2 separate regions of the Sus scrofa genome follow, and region 1 is linked to region 2. Evidence: chromatin contacts called from public HiChIP or PLAC-seq data. All regions are on one chromosome and are shown on one strand. The core of a region is the stretch at or near the end of the contact, and the rest is flanking DNA. Distances in the headings are between cores, read along the strand shown.

The links. HiChIP or PLAC-seq counts read pairs in DNA pulled down with a chosen protein or histone mark.
Region 1: a contact with region 2 is called in an H3K27ac HiChIP or PLAC-seq map of skeletal muscle, with 7 times the contacts expected there. The contact joins two enhancer-like sites. A contact is called at or near these places in 1 of 47 Hi-C or Micro-C datasets (fibroblasts) and 1 of 2 datasets of contacts at active chromatin or transcription factors (skeletal muscle).

The regions. Positions count from the first base shown.
Region 1 is chr10:15,018,048-15,024,174 of Sscrofa11.1, forward strand. No RefSeq gene overlaps it. Among named protein-coding and RNA genes, the nearest start is that of AHCTF1, 21 kb to the right of the region's middle. Within about 2 kb of position 1,879, at least 26 of the 83 cell types and tissues checked have an H3K27ac peak or open chromatin away from gene starts, as enhancers often do. A contact at or near this core is called in skeletal muscle, where this site is marked.
Region 2 is chr10:14,499,975-14,506,539 of Sscrofa11.1, forward strand. No RefSeq gene overlaps it. Among named protein-coding and RNA genes, the nearest start is that of ITPKB, 34 kb to the left of the region's middle. Within about 2 kb of position 3,272, at least 19 of the 83 cell types and tissues checked have an H3K27ac peak or open chromatin away from gene starts, as enhancers often do. A contact at or near this core is called in skeletal muscle, where this site is marked.

The sequences.
Region 1 (6,127 bases), core at 629-3,128, 520 kb after region 2:
AGCCCTACAAAAGAAAAAGAAAAGAAAAGAAAACCCCTTGTGGGTTGAGATCTACATGACGTGTGCCTTCCCAAACAGCACCCGTGCCAGGCGGTTGGTGTACAGAATAGAGGCAATGGCGCTGCTGAGTTATAAGCAGACGGGGAGGCCCAGAGCTGAGCCAAATGACCTCAGCTCTTCCTCTCCTGACTTTGATTTCACCCCAGCACAGAGATAAGATGAAAACCACCCGCCGCCACTGTATCTTCTAAATCTAAGTGTTGTCCCCAACCAGCAGCTTTACCCGGGGAAAGTGTGAGACATGCAAATTCTTGGGCTCCACCCCAATCTTACTGAATCAGAAACTCCAGGAATATGGAGTTCCCATTGTGGCGCAGCGGAAACAAATCGGACTAGTATCCACAAGGTGGTGGGTTCGATCCCTGCTCTCACTGAGTGGGTTAAGGATTTGGCGTTGCCGTGAGCTCTGTTGTAGGTTGCAGACGTGACTCAGATCCCACATTGTTGTGGCTGTGGTGTAGGCTGGCAGCTGTAGCTCTGATTTGATCCCTAGCTTGGGAACTTCCATATGCCGCAGGTGAGGCCCTAGAAAGAAAGGAAGGAAGGAAGGAAGGAAGAAAGAAAGAAAGTCTAATCTGTGTGCTCTTTTTGAGCTTGTTGATTCTGATACAACACCTAATATGCTCGAGAACCACTCTTGTAAATGAAGATGCTGCAGGAACCCCAGGATGCAATTTGTTGGATTATGGACAGCAGACGAGGGTGCAGCCACGTCAGCTGAAACCTGTGGCTCTGGAAACGTGTTTCATTCAGCACCTCAGCTGCCTCTCGTGTCAAGCACTGTGTCATCTGGGTCCAGACTCCTCCACCCCCAGCGGCTTTAGTGAGTCTGGCCACCTCCTCTCCCTGGGAAAGCACAGGAGCAAGGCTAGTAAGCCCTGGTCAGGTTCAGCAGAGAGGTCCCTGGGGACACTCTATCTCCTTATTTTGTTTTTTAATCTTTGGGATCAGTGGTTCACTTCCAGGTCCAGCAAGAATGGTTGGCAAGCGACGGTTGTTAGGTGGGGGAAGCACTGGCCTGGAACACAGAGATCTCGAGCTCAAAGGAAACGGTGTGGCCTGGTTAGAGCAGCTGGGGAGCTGATAGCAGCTGAGCGGAGAACAGAAGCTCAGGCGGGAAGGCAGAAAGCAATTTAGCTTTAGGGGGTTCCATTCCCCTGGTATATAGAAACGTTACAGAAAAGCCTACATAGCACTATAACTAAAACCCGCACTCCCACCACCTAGAATTAAGAACTGTTACCATCGTGTCAAATGAAAAGGCTCTGTTTTAAAGCAGAGGTGAGAGAACAGGAGGAAACAGGCGACGCATTTCTGAAATCTTTTTTAATGAAGACTGTCCTTGTTCTTTTATCAGGACACTTTTTGACAGTGAGGTTTCCACATAGCTGCTAAAAATAACTTGTAAATTTGCCTAGCTGGAGACTGGAGAGTCGGAATTTACAAATAACGATGAGCAGAAAAAGAGCTGAAAAGGAAGCCAGCTCTTTTCTCTGGGAATAAACAGAACATGCTTTTGGACAAGCACCTCCTGAAGAGAGCAGGGAAGGATATCGGGCTAGTCCAAGAGAAATCAGGCTACAGATCATTAAAGTTTAAGGCTTTCCCATCTCTGTTGATGGAGCTGGAGCCAAACCTGGAAGCCACAGAGGAGAGGCCCATTACCAAGGGCACTCCAAGGGCACTCCCCTCCCTGGCTGACCTTGAACTACTGCTTGGGGGGGAGGGTCACCCATCAAAGCCCAGAGGCAGTAAGTATATGGGCTGAAGTAACGTTCATGAGCCTCTGTGCTTGTTCCCAGGGTGGGGACAGTATGGATGTCTCTAGGCTGAAGAGCTGGTCTCCCAAAAGGACAAAGACATGCTGTGCGGAGCTGATCCAAGAGCAGGCGGGGGAGGGGCTGTCATCTTTGCTCTGATCCAGCCAGTTTCACAGCCCCAATAGCGACGATAAGAACCTCCAAAATGAAACTACCCGTGGCACTGAGGACCTGCTTCTCTTTTTGTGACATCCTCATTCCATCAGTAAAGGGAAAATATATGTATTTCTTAAAATACTTGGAGTTCCCATTATGGCTCAGTGGTAATGAGCCCAACTAGTATCCACGAGGATGCAATTCGATTCCTGGCCTCGCTCAGTGGGTTAAGGATCTGGCATTGCTGTGGCTGTGGCACAGGTCACAGACATGGCTCAGATTGGTGTTGCTGTGGCTGTGGCATAGGCTGGCAGCTGCAACTCTGATTTGACCCCTAGCCTGGAAACTTCCATATGCCATGGGTGCAGCCCTAAAAAGACCAAAAAAAAAAAAAAATGGGTTTGCTTAGACAAACCCATTTCCCCTGCAGGCAGGCCAAAGACAGAGGATGTTAGGGGAGTTCTTCTTGCTCTAGTTACTAGAGAGCCAGTAGAAGGAAACCTAGATTAGATACCCACTGGGTACTGATCTTTTGCGTATCTATTGCTAAATCGAATAGTTATTGGAAAGTTTAATAATGCTAAGCATGCAACTCCACTGGGCAGCCTCAGTAAAACTTCCTGTACCCACACCTAGGTGCACAGCTGCCTCGTGACAGCATGTCCCCCTACACACGTAGGTCTCTATCACAGGACGCCCCAGTCCCCACCCCACCCCCTCCAGAAGCGCTAGGTGCCATCACAGTCACAGTCCAGTTGTGACCCCTCCGAACCTCTACTGATGCAAAGGAAGCATGTTAGCTGCTGCCAGAGCAAACTGCCAAGGAAGCCTGCAGAAGCACTCAGGCTCATTAAAAACCAATAATAATAAATGGATTTTTCACCTGGTTTCCTATGGAAAAAATAATACTGGGGAGGAAAAAAAAAGAAAATGTAGAATACGTGTGTGCATGCGCGCCTCACTCTCATCTCAGAAATTCATTATTTCAGCTAATAAACTTTTTTTTTTTTTTTTTTTTTTTGCTTTTTAGGGCTGCACCTGTGGCATATGGAGGTTCTCAGGCTAGGGGTCGAATCAGAGTGCAGCTGCCAGCCTACACCACAGCCATAGCCACGTGGGATCCGAGCCATGTCTTTGACCTATACCACAGCTCAGGGTAATGCTGGATCCTTAACCCACTGAGCAAAGCCAGGGATCGAACCCTCATCCTCATGGATACTAGTCAGATTCGTTTCCACTGTGCCACAACAGGAACTCCAACCCACTGATCCCTAACCCTCAAGGATGCTGGTCGGGTTTATAACCCACTGAGCCACAATGGGACCTCCCCAGCCAATAGACATTTTTGACCCCTACTATGTGCAAAGCTCTGTGCTTGATTCTGTTAACAAACAGGAGCAAGACACAGTCCCAGGCTTCCAGGAGCTCACAATTAGAGGAGAACATCATACATAAATAAAAACTAGGAAGTCGTGTTATACGTTCTATAATAAAGACTCATTCTTCTATTCAACAAAGATTTATTGTTCACGATGTGCCAGCCTCAAGTATGAACACATCATTTGGAGAGCACAGAGGCCAAGTGTAACTACCGTTCCTCTTTCCAACACGGAAGATGTGATAAACGACCTCCCGTGCTTATGCTCTTGAAGATTACGGTCCAGATCTTTTCATAGACCCCTCACATCTGGTGTGTGGCAAACAGAATAAATACGGCCTTCTCAGAATGGATTTCCTGTCCTGTTATTCACCAGGCAGTTTCAACCTCATCTGTCTTTGCCATTCATTCACCAGTTCTGTAAACACTTAGCGAACACCTTCAATATGCTGGGAACAGGGGTGGCACAAACAGGAAGCCCTCTGGTTGTTCACAGCTCAATGGGGGGAAGCCAGCAAATAACAGACAGACAATATGGGGAACACGGTGTCACAGGCATGGGGTCCCTGTGAAGGGTGCACAGCGGAAGGGCTGGTACCCCAGCCTGGGGCGGGCAGGGAGGGCCTGGGAAGGCTTTTTGGAGTGAAGGCTAAGCTGAGTCTCAAAGGAGGATGCGTGGGAAGAAAACTAAGTTGTGTGCGTCAGAAGGACGGCATTTCAGGCAGAGAGAGACAGAGCCGGGAGATGCTGCATGGGCTCAAGGAGAGCGCCAGGCTGTCCGACCTCCTGAGCTTTGCATTTCCCAAAGCTTGGTCTTGTCCGAGGTGCTTGGCATTGGTGAGCTTTCTTCAGCTAGCTGATTATAATAATAATTAATCTAATTATAATAATTGTTATTATTCTTTTGCTTTTTCTTTTTTAAAGGCTGCACCTGCGGCATATGAAAGTTCCCAGGCTAGGGGTCGAATCAGAGCTGTAGTTGCCAGCCTATGCCACAGCCACAGTGATGCAGGATCCGAGCCTCATCTGCAAAGTATACCACGGCTCATGGCAATGCTGGACCCTTAACCCACTGTTCGAGGCCAGAGATCAAACCCGCATTCTCATGGATACTAGTCAGGTTCACTGAGCCGCAACAGGAAGTCCCCAGGTAACCAAATTCTTGAGAGGATGAAGGAGCAAGTAGAACACCAGTTTCTCAAGGCTGTCGGGTGGGCCAGATGTTCTTGTGGGCACTGGGATCCGGATATGTGCAGAAGGATGCTGAGTGAGCGTGAAATTGGAGCAAGTTGCAAAGCCAATGATCTTGTCATCAACTCCTGACAGCCCTGTATCGATGTGGTCATTACCAGCTCCTCTCCCGTTCACTTCGCAGCCAAGCCTCCAGGAGGCACCACTTTTCATTTCTCCTGCGCCACAATGGGAATTCCGAGGCACCCATTTTCTCCATGTCCTCAGCCCACATACTGCCCACCCCGCTGTAATCTGGATTCTACCCTGAAGCTGCCTTCACCTCGGTCACAATCTCTTGCTCAATGCAGGATTCCTTTCAGCCCCTCTTGTTCTTGGCGTCTCTACAGCTTTTGGACCTGAGACCTGCTCTCAGGCTTCCTTCTGCTTGCCTACACCACTCCTGTTTTTCCCCCTGATGCTTCTGGCTGCTACTTCCCAGGCCCCTTTGCATCTTCCTTCCTTCTTTTCTGCCAGTCCTGCAATGATTGTTTTCCTCTCTGTCCCCCTCTAGGTAAGATCACAGTGTCAGTTGGATCTCTACAGTCTAAAGATCCCAAATGGCTCAAATGGCCTTTTGAAAAAAATCGTGATAAAATACATGTAACATATATGTACCATCATAGCATTTGGGGGTTCTTTTTTTAATCATCATCACTGTTAGGCGCCCAGTTCAGTGGCATCAAGTATATTCACATTGTTGTGCAACCATCACCTCTGACCATCTCCAGAAGGCTTTCTTGCAAATCTCAACCTTGGCACTTATTAAACAACTCCCCTTTGCCCACTCCCCCAGCTCCTGGCCACCACCATCCTACTCTCTGTCTTTTTGAGTTTGACTACTCAAGGTACCCTGTGTTTGACTACTCAGGATACCCCGTGTAAGTGGAATCAGACAGTATCTGTCCTTTCATGACTGCCTTGTTTCATTTTGCAAAATTCCCTCGAGGTTCATCCATGATGCAGCATGTGTCAGAATTTCCTTCCTTTTTAAAGCTGAATGACATTTCATTATGTGTATTCACCACACTTTGTTTATCCACTCATCCATCCACAGACACAGGTTGTTTCCGCCTCTCGGCTATTGTGAATAATGTTGCAAGGAACATGGGCGTACAAATATCTCTTTGAGGCCCCGGTTTCAATTCTTTAGGAGACACACACACACACACACACACACACACACACACGCATATGGATTCTTATATCCAGATCTGTGTGTGTGTGTGTGTGTGTGTGTGTGTGTGTGTATTACTGGAATTACTGGATCATATGATAGTTCTATTTTTAATTTTTTTTTATTTTGTCTTTTCTAGGGGTGCACCCATGGCATACGGAGGTTCCCAGGCTAGGGGTCTAATCAGAGCTGTAGCCGCCGGCCTACGCCAGAGCCACAGCAACACAGGATCCAAGCTGCGTCTGTGACCTACACCACAGCTCACGGCAATGCTGGATCCTTAACCCACTGAGCAAGGCCAGGGATTGAACCCGAAACCTCATGGTTCCTAGTCGGATTCCTTCACCACTGAGCCACAACAGGAAC
Region 2 (6,565 bases), core at 2,022-4,521:
ATGGCCATCAAAAGTGGGCACTGTGGGCTTCACCCTTCCAGCCTTCCAGCTGGCACTTCCTGTCGAAAGGAGCTGTTGCTGGCTGCCTGCTCCATCTGGGGAGGCGAGTCTCATGCCAGGACACCCCTCAGAAGTCGAAGGGGCCTCCAGGGGTGGGGGTTCTGACTCTCACCCTTGACGTTGTAAGTCTTAGTGCAGCCAGAACAGGTCTCGACCACTCAAGAGAGCCACTGTCGGAGTATTCTGGGAAGATAGATTTTATGGAAAAATCTTGCTTCCTTCTGTTTTATGTATGACATTTTCCCAAAAGGAAAAAAAAAAGTTGGCATAACCAGTATCATTATTCTTTTCTTTCTTTTATTTTCCACCTCAGAACCATTTGTCATCAGAAAACAGTTTACTTTACACCTCCCAGGCTGATTTCCACATCACGAGGAGCCTGGGGAGGGGACAGCGATGACCTCTGGCTGCCCCGTGGCAAGGGGCTGGGAGGTGGGGAAGGGGAGTGAATCATCAGCCCTGAGGTTGCTCAGGAAAGAGCTGAGCTGAGCTGAGCATCCAAAGAGGCAGGCCAGGGAGTCTAGCCACTGGGTTGGATGATACACCGGATGGTGAGACCCTCTAAGACAGGTGTCTTCTGCGTATCCCCTCCTGCTCCACTCAAGTGGGTGAAAACACAGTTAAAGTTTTGCCGCTGCTGGCGTAAGCATCATCCATGAACATGGACGTAAGGGAGCACACGTGGTAGAATCCGGCACAGAATACTTTGAGGTTTTTCATCCTAAAGTCGACGGGGTCCAGTCTGTGGATCAAGAGAGAAGAGAGCCTGATTTAATAATGGTTTGCGTCATGGACTGTGCCGGAAATCCCCACTGAGGTCCCTATATGAGCCACCAAAATGTCGTGGTCTGTGCACATGGGTGGGAAAGAAGAAATTTCTGGATCCAAAGCAAGGTGAAGAAAAGACATGTTTATTGAAGCGAGAGACTTTGTTAAAACAGTGGCTGACTTCCTCATCAGGGAGAGCTGACCTGGGGGCTCAGGGTCGGGTCTGTTTTTATAGCCCAGGGAGAGAGGAGAGGTCTCCTGATACACCTGCTAACCTGCTGATTGGTTGGGGAAAGAGGGGTCTTAGGATACACTTCCTGGTTGGTTGGGGGTGTATAAGGCCCCCATAGTGGCAGGTGAGGAGTGGGCCACATACCTTTCTGAGGAAGGGTTTGGAAGGGGCAGGCCAGGTTGGTCAAGGTTGGGGAGGGGACATTACAATGAGACAGTCAAGGTGGGGGAGGGGGCATTACAACAATAAGGGTCTGATTATCACTGATAACAAATCCCAACCTCTCTTTGACTCGGTGGAACCATGTGCAATATTTTTTTGGCCCAGGCTGGAGATCAAGGCACTGTCATTCCCCTCGATCCCAATCCCCAGATAAAAAGGGTAACGTTTTGTGTGAGGAAAAGCTTCAGGGCAGCCTCAGAAGTCAAAGAGGACTGGAATGTGTTGGCCTCATCCAGGACGAGGAAGAGCCTAAAGATGGCGCCCACAGGGACCACAGCCCAGTTCCTGATGGGAAACCCGCCCGTCAGACCGATGGGCTTTCTCTTTGGGAAGAAGTGAAGGGAGGGAGGATTGTTCCGAGGAGGAGCCAAGAGTGAGCTGAGGCCCAAAGAGAGGACAGGAGAGATGGGCGAGACCTACTGGAGGGGCAGACCCAGCTGGTACAGCAGGTGTGGGTGAGATGAGAGTCTTGGAGTGCTCCCTGGATAGAGAGCAAGAGCATGAGTGGACGGAGGGGCATTTCAGGGTGGGAGGCGCGGCACTTCCAAGGGAGGGGAGATTTGTCGTGGCTGGGCAAAGGGACAGCTCCTCGGGAAAGTTCTAGAAGTGGGTATTGCTCATACCTTATAGGACACCCCTTCATTCCAGAGGCCGAGGGATCACTGATGCTAACCAGGTAGAAGAGATCAATAAAGCTGGGTTGATAGGAGCAATAACAACCTCCACGTTTGCTTGATTGTCAGGTCTGGCCCAACCATCTCTACATCAGGCACTGTGCTAGGGCCTGAAGACACACTCAGTGATGAGCAAAACAGGTCTGGCTCCGCCTTGGGGTTTTACCAGGGTTTCTCCAGGGTGGCCTTCTTTTCTGGTTCCTTCAAGGGTTGGGGAGTAGGGGAAACCTGTACTCCCTTTCAGGGGGTGCTATCAATGCCTGAGGTTTGCGTATGTTGACTTTCTATTATTACAAACCTTAGCGGGTGAGCAGGGAAACCACATCCAGTAACAAGAAGTTGCTCCACTGGCCAGAAATAGAAAGTCCATGTGGAGTCCTTTCTGTCCTTCTTTTGTTTAATGCAGAAGCTTTAAGGAGTTCTCATGTGGCTCAGTGGGTTAAGAACCCAACTAGTATCCATGAGGATGTGGGTTCGATCCCTGGCCTCGTTCAGTGGGTTGGGGATCTGGCGTTGCCATGAGCTGTGGTGTGGGTCACATTCGTGGCTCAGATCCTGAGTTGTGTGGCTGTTGGCGTAGGCTGGCAGGTGCAGCTCCAATTGGACCCCTAGCCTGGGAACTTCCAAATGCCACAGGTGAGGTCCTAAAAAGATTAAAAAAAAAAAAAGAAGAAGCTTTGTATAAACACATATATTTTTCTGTCTCCATAAGGGTGTGGATAAATGGGATGTGTCTAGCGCTCAGCTCCCAAGTGCAAAATAAATGTCAACTTGTCCATTTTTCCTCCCCCACCTGTGCTCCCAGTGAGCACCTGGAGGAATCAGACCCAGGTGATTGCACAAAAGCATCTTGTCTGGGGGTTGGGCTTGTCTGGAGAGGCCACCTCCCACCCCACTATGAGCTGAATGGCTGAGACAAGACACTTCCCCTCCTGGGCCTGTTTCCACATCTGTCTCGATGGAGTTGGCCCGGCTCAGCGGTTCCCACCCCCAGCTGTGCCTCAGCATCCTCTAGGGAGCTTTAAAAGTACATATTCGGGGCTCTGGGTCTGGAGATTCTGATTCACTGAGTCAGGGGTGAGAGCTGGGAGCTTCTGCTGTTAATAAGCTGCCTTTTCCCTCCAGTGATTCTGGTGCCACATGGAATCCAGGCAAACCTGGGTAAAAATAGACCACCCAAGATGCTGAGATTATGCAGGCTTATAAAAAGTGAGGCTGAGGACGAGGCTGTGGCGCTAGCGAGGGCATCAGTGTGGTGGTGGGGCTTTCAGCCTTGGAGAAGGCCCAGCGGGCAGTCAGCGCCGAGCAAGAACCCCAGTGAGACACCAGGAAACACCGGCTTCCTCCTTCTGGTGTCTGAGGAAGTTGGTCAGACCCGCCCACCCAGGATGCTCCTTGTACCTGTGCCCTGCGAGGCCCGTGGGCTCCAGACGGATTGGATGCATGTGTCTGGGTGAACCGGGTCTCTGGGTGGGGAGTCCCCCTGTTGGGAGCCCCGGAACACGGCTTGTCGTGAAGATTTAGGACAGCGGTCACTCCTAAGGGCTTGTAAGGAAAATTTCCCTCCTGCCAGCTGACCCCTGCTTCAAGGAGAGGCGGTGTATGTGTGTGTGTGTGGAAACAGGTGCTTCCTTCTGTGGCACTTTTGTCCTTGACCTTGTCCCCCTGTTGGCCTCCTATCTTCCTGGCGCTTTGGACTTGCTGCTGCTGCCAGAGCCCTCAGGTTCCTGAGGCAGAATGAATCCAGAGGGAAATCTAATCAGCCCCTCTGGGGCTGGAGCTGCAGCTGCAGTTTGCCTGCCAACATTCAGATGCCCCATTTGGTCCAATCTGCTGTAGCCAGGAGCCGCTGGAGCTCAGTTATGGGCAAGACTGAATCTGTTCAAAGGGGATGGCGGGGGGCGGTGGTGGGACAACCACTGATCAGCATCTCTGAAGAGGTCTCTGCAGCCTGCCCTGTGCTGGGTGTTCGAGCCAGGTGGAGGCTGAGAAAGGCAATGCACCACTGTTACCACTGTATACAAAGTTCAGATTCAGGAAAGTTGTTACAAGGGTTTTTTCGGGGTTTTATTTTTATTTATTTATTTATTTTTTGTCTTTTGTTTTCTCCCTCTTTTTTCTTCTTAGGGCGGCACCCATGGCATATGGAAGTTCCCAGGCTAGGGGTCGAATTGGAGCCACAGCTGCTGGCCTACCCCACAGCCACAGCAATGCCAGATCTGAGCCACATCTACAAACTTTGCTCTACCTTGCAGCAATGCCAGATCCTTAATCCCCTGAGCAAGGCCAGAGATCAAACCTGCATTCTCAGAGAGACTGAGACGGGTCCTTAACCCATTGAGCCACAATGGGACCTCCTGTTACGAGGTATCTTAAGGCAAGTTCCTGGGTGTCGGCCTCAGGCTCTGTGTTTGCAGCTACAGGGTTGTGTGTCTAGGAAGCCTATTGCCTTCCTGGAAGTGAAATTTTGGGACAGGCAGGCACAACTGATTCCAGAAAAAGGTGGGTACTGGGCAGGTTAGGAGAGGACATGGCAAGCACTGGGTGCCCAGTGCTCTCAGCTGGGGCTTCTCCTGGGAGCTGCCTGCCGTGGCATCCTGGGGCAGCTCCCTCCACAAGTTGGCAGCTTGGCAGGGGTGCTGCTGCCCCTGAAATGCAACCCAGGTCCAGCTTGGGGTATGGGGGGCTCCCAAGTGCTCTCTGACTTGGGCACAGCCGTCTCCCAAAGGGATCATGGGAAGCAGCATTAAGGGACTGGTGCTGTGATGGGGGTTCCTCTGAACCTCCTCCTTCCCCTTGGCCACATTCTCTGAGCATTTGTGCTTCCCCGAGTCACTTCTGAAGTGCCTTTGGCCAAAGGGGTCAGGAGTCCGGGCTAACAAAGGCTCTCCAGGAGGCAGGGCCTGGGTTCCCATCTCCTCTCGGCCTGGAAGAATGGGGGGAACATCTGACTCCTGTGAGATCTCTCCCGGAGAAGGCTGCCCGCCGAGGCCAGACAATGCATTCTAGGCCTGCTTGAGCCGTTGCCTTGGAAGTTGCCTAGGAACCAACTGGCGGCCGCAGCTGGATTGTATGATGTCCTGCCGCACATTTGCACAGCTTGCAGAGCAGCTGCAGGAAGATGACCTTGAGCCGCTTCACTTGTGATTTCAGGTGTTTTCAGACAAAGCCCACACAAAGCGGAGGGTGCTAAGAGAGGGGAACTGTGGGGCCACGGCCCCTCCCCAGGCAGCTGGGGTCATTGGGCTCTGTCTCCATCTCAGGAAAAGGCCACTGCAGACACACAGGTGTTGTCAGAAACCCCATAACCTAAGGTAGAAATCAGGCACAGAAAAAAAAGGGAGGGAAGGGGGGGAGTTCCCATTGTGGTTCAGCAGTAATGAACCTGACTAGGATCCAAGAGATGCAGGTTCAATCCCTGGCCTCGCTCGGTGGGTTAAGGATCCGGCGTTGCCATGAGCTGTGGTGTAGGTCGCAGAAGCGGCTCAGATCCCAAGTGTTACTGTGGCTGTAGTGTAGGCCGGCAGCTGCAGCTCTGATTTGACCCCTAGCCTGGGAACCTCCACATGCTGTGGGTGTGGCCTAAAAAAAAAAAAAAAAAAAAAATAGAGACTGACCATAATACGCTCTCAAAAGATATCGAGCCTGGTTAACATTTCTTTATGATTTTCCTCTGTGGGTCCTGGGCTTAGAAGTTATTCCCTTCAAGTCTTAATTAACATTAAATGATATTTTATTCTAGTTTTTATGGTATACTTTTTAAAAATACTTTTGAAATATTCACCCTTTAATGAATAATTTGGTACCGCGTTTGATGTATTAAGTGAAATGAACTTCTAAGTGCCATCGGCACCAGTTGTGGACTAATCTTTCTTTCCCCTTCGTTATGTGTCCTTCATCACACACCCAGTTTTTGTATATAAGAGGGTGTTTTTTTGTGTCTGTCCAGTCTGTCTTCTTGTGCCCTCCTGAGCTGGGACTGTTACCATGCAGGGTTCTCGACCTCCTTAATCAATAGAAATTGATAAGCCAGGTAGGAAAATTCAGGCGAGGTTTTTGTGGGGCCCCTGCTATATCATATAGCGGTGGAGGGGGGACTGAAACAAACACCAGTCTCCCTTGCTTGCTTGCTCCCCAAGGAGGGAGGGAGGGGTGGGGAGGGAGGGGGGCAGCTGGTGCCTTATATGGCGTGAGGTTAGGGGCTGGTCTGGGGGGTCAGGCCAGAGAGGAGGTTTGGTGTTCGGCCACCCCTTTGGTGGTGGTATGTACAGAGCGCATGCAGAACACTCTGCTTTTGCTTTTGTTGCTCGAGGAGATGTGTGTCTAGGTGCAAGCATTGCAGCCACTTGCAGCAAAGTGTCCCAGGTCTCAGGTCCCAGCCTGGCTCAGGACTCTACAGTTTCAAGGAGTGGGTCTGACCCCACCAAGCCAGGGAAGATTCAGATGTTCTCTGCTGGCAGATTCTGAAATGGGATGTCCCTTGGGGGCATGTGTTTGTTCTGGTTCCAGGCTACTTGCCCTCCTGGCCCTTGGGTTCCTTAAGACACCAGTATGTCCTGATACAAATGGCCCCTTTTGACTTGAGCCAATTTAAACAAGTTTCTGTAAC